2 separate regions of the Mus musculus genome follow, and region 2 is linked to region 1. A link is a contact called in public HiChIP or PLAC-seq data. All regions are on one chromosome and are shown on one strand. Each heading gives the region's core, a stretch centred on a gene start, on an enhancer-like site or on the middle of the called end of the contact. The rest is flanking DNA. Distances are from core to core; before and after follow the strand shown.

Evidence for each region. HiChIP or PLAC-seq counts read pairs in DNA pulled down with a chosen protein or histone mark.
Region 2: a contact with region 1 is called in an H3K4me3 HiChIP or PLAC-seq map of bone marrow-derived macrophages, with 4 times the contacts expected there. The contact joins two enhancer-like sites.

The regions. Positions count from the first base shown.
Region 1 is chr4:58,420,855-58,425,156 of GRCm38.p6, reverse strand. No RefSeq gene overlaps it. Among named protein-coding and RNA genes, the nearest start is that of Mir3095, 18 kb to the left of the region's middle. Within about 2 kb of position 1,751, at least 31 of the 459 cell types and tissues checked have an H3K27ac peak or open chromatin away from gene starts, as enhancers often do. A contact at or near this core is called in bone marrow-derived macrophages, where this site is marked.
Region 2 is chr4:58,896,035-58,900,673 of GRCm38.p6, reverse strand. The region is part of intron 1 of Ecpas (Ecm29 proteasome adaptor and scaffold); the gene reads left to right. Among named protein-coding and RNA genes, the nearest start is that of Ecpas, 14 kb to the left of the region's middle. Within about 2 kb of position 2,158, at least 22 of the 459 cell types and tissues checked have an H3K27ac peak or open chromatin away from gene starts, as enhancers often do. A contact at or near this core is called in bone marrow-derived macrophages, where this site is marked.

The DNA of each region.
Region 1 (4,302 bases), core at 502-3,001:
AATTCCAGAATATCTGCTGTGTGGTTGCCTCTTAGAAAAGGTAGCATAAACCAGAATCAAAATAATGGCAATGGCAAGAGAATGTTAATGTTGACGGAGGAAAATCCCATAAAGTCCTAACTCTAGACAAAGAACTACAGGCAACGAATGACTGCTGGGAGAGGAAGAATTGGCTTCTCTCGGGGTTGAGCCCCTGCATTGCCTGTCCAAGGTAGAAGGACTAGCTCTGAAGCCATATACACACAAACTGCAAAAACAGATTCAGCAGGGTGTATACATATACACATATCCACATTCCTGAGTGTGGATACACCATGGAAATCAGAGGATGTCCTCGTTATCAGAACTCAAGATACCACGTACTTTGTTTGCAGGACAGAATCATCCCTCCTTGGCCAGGAACCAAGCAGATAGTTTAAGTTGGTACTAGTGACTAGTGAATCCCCCTGGCTCCACCCTAGCAATGTTGGGATTACAAGTGGGTACCACCACACTCAGGATTTTTACATAGGTTCTTAGGGTTGAACTCAGTTTCCTGTGCTTGTGCACTTGGGAGCACATTACCCACCCATCTCTCCAGCCATCGATGGAGTCTTGATAGAGATGAACACCAAGGGTTTATCAAGTCATTATAAGGATGAACACACACACACACACACACACACACACACACACACACACACACACATACATATATATATACCTGTGTACGTGGAACAATATAATAAAGAAAAATAATCAAGAAATTGAGAGCGGAGATGACATGGGGAGGGTTGGAGGGAGAAAAGGAGAAGTGATATAATATATTAATTAAAATATATTAAATTTTAAAGAAAACATGAATAGAATATTTCTTTTATTATATTTTGCTAATTATTAATATTAGAAAAACATTCTTTTATACATTTGTTTATGATTAATAATCATCTTAAGCATCCTTAAAATAAAAAACAAAACCAGAAACAAAGGACGGAAGAGCTGGCTCAGTGGTTAAGAGCATACACTGCTCTTCCATAAGACGAGAGTTCATTTCCCAGCACCCACCTGGGGTGCCCCAAACCATTGAAACTCAAGCTCTAGGGGAGTTGATATCCTCTTTGGCCTCTGCTGGTACTGCACTTATGTGAAATAAAAAATAAAAATATTTAAGCAAAATTTGTAATTTGTCATCTTGGAACATCAGTTAGGGTTTTATTTTTTGTTGTTTCTACTTTTGTTGTTTTGCAGTAGTAAAATCTTACCTTGGCAAAGTTAAATGAGAAGCTAATTAAAAGGAAATTTGAAGTTTTTTTCAGAATTAATCAGATTATTAAGAAATTCGGCTTGGGAATCGACAGGCACTGCACTAGAGAGTAGGAACTACAGGAATTTCCCTCTAACAGAAATAATCTGGCCTCAGTTGAAATGAGTGAATTCACATAATTTTTGGTCAAGAACTAGAATCCACTGAGACCTGTTTTAGATCACATCACAGTGTCTGGACTACAGGGCATCCGAGCAGGACTCCACATGGCAACAATCAACATCCAGAAGAAATTACCATTATGTAAATAAAAATTAAGGGATAATTAAAAACAGAAAATGTTGGCCAGTAATAACATCAGATTCCGCTCCTCAGGATCTTCCTTCGTGTGGAGAATCTCACCATCTGCCGCTGACAGCAGTTCCTCCTTTTTTCTCAGTCTGACATTCTTTGGTTTCCTTATCCACACAGAAGCATGTGTGCCAGTAATGAGCAGATATCAGTTTGGGGGAAATACCAGTCACAGAGTACAACCCTGGCTTACTGCGTTAGTTTATAGCAGTGTATCAGAGCAGAAGTGACATGCTAGTGTTTTTGGCTGCCCTTCGGAATTTCCAGTTCTGCGAAAGTCAGTGCTCCCCCTTCCTTCGTACTAATCAGAAAGCAATTCTTTGATTGTTGCCAAATTGGCATATATTTATTTCTCACTTTTACTTTTAGTTTCTTTTGATGACACTGGTGACTTTTTTTCTTTCAGACATTGTCCATTGTCTTTTCTTTGCATAGCCTTTGTCTATTTCTATAGGTTGATCGTGGCTTTTTTTTTAAATTTTAATTTGAAGCAACTTATTTATGAATGTATGGATTTTTTTTTTTAGGTTCTGTGAATGGTAGAATATGCCCTTATTCAACCTTTCCCCCCTTATTTGTTTGGTTTAAGCATCAGCACTTCTGAGGCTCCTTCTCGTTGGCTTGCCCACTTTTAATTTCTCGTTCCTTGGGGAACTTGTGTTACAAACAGAAGAAACTTGTTTCCTTTTTCCTGTCACCCCGCAAGGCTTTGCATGCTATGGTTACTTGGTTGACTCTTTGTTTCTCTTTATTACGCATGTGTGACTCCCTTTCTTCCTTCTAATTTGACATCTTGAAATTATTTGTCCAGTTACTTTGAAGTTTTGTGTATTTAAAGAGATGGCTTTCAGAAACATTTCAACATCTGTCCATGTAAATCTATGTGTTTTTCCTGTCTCAAATTTGGTAATTTTGCTACCAATTCACCAATTGACTTTCTTTCCACCCCCCCTTCCCCACTGTTCTTCATTCATTAAAATAATTTGCCTATTTATTCCCTGATCCTTATTTCCCAGTTTAATTTCACATGGAAATCTTTGCTCACATATGCCAGGGAGCTCCGAGATAACTTCACTGCCAGTTGGTGACGTTGGTACAGTGTTCCTTTTAAAATCTCAAATCTCATCTTCCCTTTCAGTTGTCTCTTTAGAAAGGAATTTTTTTTTTTTTGGTTCCCCTAAATGATTTACCCCTACCAGCCCATGAAGTTATACTTTGTGACAATTTGAATGTGCGACACATGTTTCATCTTTCCTCTTTCATGGATGTTTTCCACTGAGTGTATAGTTTTGAACAATAATTTTTTTTAAAGAAACCTTATGATATGCCTCGAGCTGGGTGGTGGTGGCGCACACCTTTAATCCCAGCACTTGGGAGGCAGAGGCAGGTGGATTTCTGAGTTCAAGGCCAGCCTGGTCTACAAAGTGAGTTCCAGGACAGCCAGGGCTACACAGAGAAACCCTGTCTGGAAAAACCAAAAAAGGGACATGCCTCGATCATCTTCAGCCTAGGTATTTATGCGTTGATAAAAAAGGGTAATCAGGACCATTGGCATATCAACTTTATTCTGGACTTCAGAAATCATGACTCTCTCTATTGGTATCCATCCTCCCAGGCAGTCACATGGTTAGGGAGAGCTATTTGCATTTTTGTTAGGCTGGGCATGTTGATTGTGTCTTAGAATTCCTGCTGTCTATTGAGAAAAGCAGAATGACGTATCCCATTTTGACAGTGCATTGTTTCCTTGGGAGAGAGTCTAAGTTTCTGCATTATGTATTCTATTTCACTAGGAATGTTAAAGCTTAAAATATTCTTTCTAGTTAGTTTTATTTGATGTCCCCATTTTTCTTTCTGTAATTCTTTGAGACGTTATACAATGTATTTTGATCCTACTCTCTTCTAGCCCCGGACTTCTCCCAGATCCCTTACTCTCTTCCCTACCCAACCAACTTTATGTCCTTGCTTTTTGCTTGCTTGTTGTTTTAAAAACTCATCAGTTCTCATTTGTGTTGCTCTTATAGTCTTGGGTGTGTGGTCATCCCCAGGAGCATGGTTAAGTATCGGCTAGAACCAGGCTTTTAAAGAAAACTGACTCTCCCCCTTCCAGCATCTATTAACCGCTGATAACTTCTCAGCTAGGAGTGGAATTTCATGCCCACTTCCCCATACTTGGATGAGATTTTGGCTAGAGCATACCTGATCAAGGTACAGAGAATACATGGCTATCTGGTGGTTTGAATGAGAATGGCTCTAACAGGCTTGTGTGTTTGAATGCTTGCTCCCCAGTTAGTGGAACTGTTTAGGAGGACTGGGAGGAGGTGTGGCCTTATTAGAGTAGGTGTGACCTTGCTGGAGAAGGGTTGTCACTAGGCTAGGCTTTGAGGTTTCAGAAACTCACACCGTGCCCAATCTACTCCCTTCCTGCCTGCAACTTGCAGATTCGATGTGAGCTCTCAGCTACTGTCCCAGCGCCATGTCTGCATGCCCGCCTCCCACCTCTCTACCACAGTGGTCATGAACTAATTCTCTGAGACTGTAAGCAAGCCCTCAATTAAATGCTTTCTTTTAAATGTTGGCTCAGTCATGGTGTTTCATCATAGCAATAGAATAGCAACAAGGGCACCATCTTTAAGAACACCTTAAAAGGTGTTAAAATACATTAAAATTTGATGTTATTATAACTAATTTTCTTTAAACAATTTCTGCTG
Region 2 (4,639 bases), core at 909-3,408, 480 kb before region 1:
TTTCTGATATTAATTACAATGCATTGGAAGCGTTTTGTTTTTTAAATGTACTTTATGTAGGTGTGTTTTTCTTTTCTTCTACAAGATCTTTATATTTAGATCAAGTTGAAAGCTGGCTTAAGCCAAGAATGCATTTGCAGTGAATCAAAATACTTATGGAACCGAGAGGGACTTTCAGGAGAGTCTTGGAATTTCAATTAGAAATTGTTCAGATCTTCTTGCTTTTCCAAGCCGTCATGCCATTCCTTCTTGAGTCCATCTTTCTCTGATTTTGCGTTTGATGGGATAGGCTTGAGATATCTGTATCGTGTTTGTTAGTTTATGCTTCTCGATTCAACCTGTCAGAGGAGGCTTGGCTTTTGATTTATAAATCCCAGTTCTGAATACTTGAAAAAAGTTGCATCAGAAACCTGTCCTGATGTAGTTGATACTGGCTGTGATCAAGATCAAATTTATACTGTGTATACTTGTCGCAAGAGTTAGTATCGTCTCTGTCTTCTTTCTCTGCTGAAACCAAGCTATAGCTCAGCACACTGGAAGGAACATGGTGCTTGGAGATGAACTGCCTGCCACTTAGTAGCTTTGTAATCGTGATCAACATAGTTTCTGTAGATGTTTTCATTTCATATAAAATGGAGCGACTTTTTCCTACTTGAATAAATAGTGGTTTGTGGGAGAGATACTTCTATGTCTCATTTAGTCACCTTTGGCAAGCTGGTTAGGGCATGAATTCCGGTTTTAATTTTTCATCTATAAATGCAAATGTCTCTGTATTACATCATGTTTTTCTGAGACCCAAAAGATCCCATTGCCATCTTACATATAAAAAATTTTAAAAAGTAACTACTGTTAAGAATGTTTGTGAAATTATTTTATTATAGTCTGGGATATTTTTGTGCTAATTAACCAGATAATTAAAAATATGCTGTAGCTTTAGATTAGTAATTGATTTGTTATATGGTGAGACATGGTCTAGATATTTTCAGCTTCCTTTCCAATCTCAGCTTCTCCTTAAGCTTCTACTTCTGTGTTGGGTACTGAGCTGAGTTTTTACATATGCTAGGCAGATGCACTGCCACTAAGCTGCAGTCCAGAGCTCCTCATTTATATTCTGAAATTTACTTTCATATTCATAAAACTTGATGTTTTTGTTAGAAAATTATATAAAAATAGACTTATTACTTGGAAATAGCCTTTTTTTGGTGGCTCACACAAAACCATTTATGCTCTTGAATTAATAATTAAACAAATGGCAGGCAGTATGCTTTTTTTTTCTTTGCATACTCTATGAGGAGTATTGTAACAAGCAGGTTGTCCTGAAAAGGTCTCCCTTTCCCATTCTTTTGTGTAATGATATGACTTGGAAATATATCTTTACAATCTTTTTTCTTACATGGATATATAATAGTTGGCACTGCTGAGCTAGAAACTGTTTTTGTGTGTGTGTATGTATGTGTGTGTGTATGTGTGTGTGTGTATGTGTGTGTATGTGTGTGTGTATGTATGTGTGTGTGTGTGTGTATGTATGTATGTGTGTGTGTGTGAGAGACACTTTAAGGTTGTTCTTAAGGTTTTGGCACTTTCCCTTAGACCAAATACTCTTATTTTATTCTTTTGCATTTAAGATTCTTTAAAAGTTCTGTGATTAAGATTCTTTCCTTATTCTTGAAATAGAAATTATTTTAATTGTTCTGTACTTTTTAAATAAAGAAATTTATTTTTATTGAATATTTAAAGATACAAAGAAACACCAGTGATACATTTTCTTCCCCCTTTTATACACATATACACTTATAAATAAAATTTTGGCGTGTATGTAATATTTTTAAAACAAAAATGTTTCAAGTAAAAACAAAAGAATATTATGAAGAAATTATGGAGAACTGTCCTGAACAGTATACATATTGCATTTAGAAACTTTATATAAGTGCCTTGTGCATGCCTATCTTTCTGATTTGTTTTCTTGCCATGATCTTAAGATGTTTCCAACATAATGCTATTTATTGTTTGTGTAAATATAACTCTTGTTTTTATCACTTTTGACCCTGCTATATTTAATCCATTCTCCTGTTGGCTGAGTTTTGGTTACTTTCAGTTTCCACTCTTACTAAAACCCTGTGACAATGAATGGTTTTATGCACATGTCCTTGTGCTTAGCTCTTCTCAGGAGAAAGCTCCTCCCACCCCCAAGATCATGCTGTATAAAGTGCCATACCTATCTGCCTGCCTGCCTGCCTATCTTTTCTTTTTCTTTCCTTCCTTCTTGATTTTCTTTGGATTTAGGGACAGCATATTTGGAGCTTACTACACTGGCTTCAAATTTGAGGCAGCTCTCTGGAGTCCTTTAAGTGTGAGTACCTAGCTTAGTTCTCTAAAGTATTTCTATTCAGGTTTTTGTAGTTAAAAACGTAGGAGATATTTGTAATGTACTCCTCTTTTCCTTTTTACTTTACAGAACTAGTTTTTAAAAATATTTTGTTGGTATTTTATGCTTTGTGCTAAATGTTTCATTGAGAGTGTTTCAATTTTTCATTTTCAGATTTTCATTTAAAGCTTAAAATACCTTAGTTTTTAATTCATGTTATTAATTTACACAAAAGTGATTTTTATGATATTTATTTCTGGTTGTTTTCTCTATTCTCTTTCAATTTGTTGATTTGTCCCTCTTAAATACTTTTATTATATATACTCTTAATGATTGTAACTTTATAATAAGTCTTACAATATAGTAGAGTGACTCACTTTTTGTGGGACTTATTGGTTATCTTTGTTTGATATTCCATATTATTTCTATTCACATTTCACCTGAATTTTATAATTATCTTTTCAACTTTCATGAATTCTTTTCTATAGAAAATATTTGATTTTGTTATATTGTACTATTTTTATAATGCTGGGTTTATTTGTGGACATTTTTACTGCTTACCAGATAATTTTTACTCTTCTGGTACAAAAAAAGTCTGGGTGGACTTTGGTTAGGGACATGGCGTGGTGTGTGTAAAAGGCATTGAGAGTAGTTAACCTGTTTGTAGAGCAGAAGGCTTGAGGTTATGGAGCCAGGCAGCCAAGTTTCACTGGAGGTGGCCCTCCGAGCTGAGTGCTGAGCAGAGAAGAGCCTTCCTACTGAGCTTTGGATGACGAATTCTGTGGAAGTTAATGTCAGTGTTTAAACTGTGGAGACTTCGGCATCTCAATCACAGAGTCAACCAACCTGTTCCATCTGACACAGAAATCTGAATATTTCTAGTCTCCTTATTCTAGTCATTAGAATTAAGTTATAGTTTAGAGTACTATTTTTTTCTATAAAGAACTTTGACATGTTTTGTAGGATTCACTTCCAGGTTTTATACCTTTTTTTTGTTGCTGTTGAACAAAAGCACAAATGTTAATATTTCCATTCTCGCGTATCTAAGTTGGCTTCTTTACTCTGACCTGTATGCAACATGAACTTCTTGCTCCACATACTCTTCTCATAGCTATTATATAAGCTATGAAATACTGCCAGTTAAAAAAAATCCTGTTTATTTACTGCATTTTCATGAACCTCAGTTCAGTTTTTTAGAATAGTGTGTACTTTTTGTGTTGTCCAGGTTTTGCACGCAATATCATATTTGCTTTAGATTTTACAGAGATATATTTTGTCAGAGTGGTAATTTCCTTCTATGCTGGTTGCTTTCAAATCTACATTTATAAACTCTGCTCTGTGATACTGGTGGTTTCTGTATTTTCCAGACTCCTCTACGGATTAGTTTCCTGTTTTAAGGCTCCCCTTTCCTAGAGTTTAGGAAGAACCCAGGGGCTTGTTTATATTACGCACAGACTCCATCACTGACTGCCTTTAGCTTTTCATCTTTAGATTTATGACTCACCAGAAATTTATCTTCTTTCATGTTTGGTGTGATGAAGTAGGAGTTACAGTTTGTTTTCCCATAGTACAATGCAATTGTTAGTGCAGTTCGCTGAAATAACAATATTTACTTACTCATTTCATTCATAACTTTGTTTTAAAGCAGGTGACTTGTACAAGTTTACCTCTTAAGGACTTTTTGTATTTTTTCAACTGGTCTGTTTTTGTACCACATTGTACTTTTAATTATTGGAGTTTTTGGCAAGGTTTGAAATCTTGTCATATAAATTGTTTTTCCTCTTTGGCATCAAGAGGATGATAAATACTGGCATTTTTTTCTCTGACTTTTTCTTTTTTAATCTTCCAGGTCATCCTTTGCAAATCTTAGTCCTTTGTAGAAATGGTATAATCAGGCTTTTACTTAGTATTCTTTAAATACTTTTGAGTTGATATTGGATAGTATTTTCTGTAGATCAGTTTGAGGATAATTGACATGTTGTTAGTATAAATTGTAACTCTTATCTGAGAGGCTTAGAAACAGATAGGATGTTTGATTTTTGTTTTTAGATTAAAAAACTTCATGTATTTATAATGTGGTAGCTTATGGATGAGACCCAAGTCTTCCATTTACTTATACAATAGGCTTAATAACCGTGTATTTTGACTGTAATCCATGTTAGTTCAAGTGTAGCATCAGTAGTCTTAGAGTGTGGATTTCAGATTTTAAACTATTAGATGAAGAGATTTGTTTTATTGTGATCCATGATTATTGTATACCCTTTCAGTTTTCCT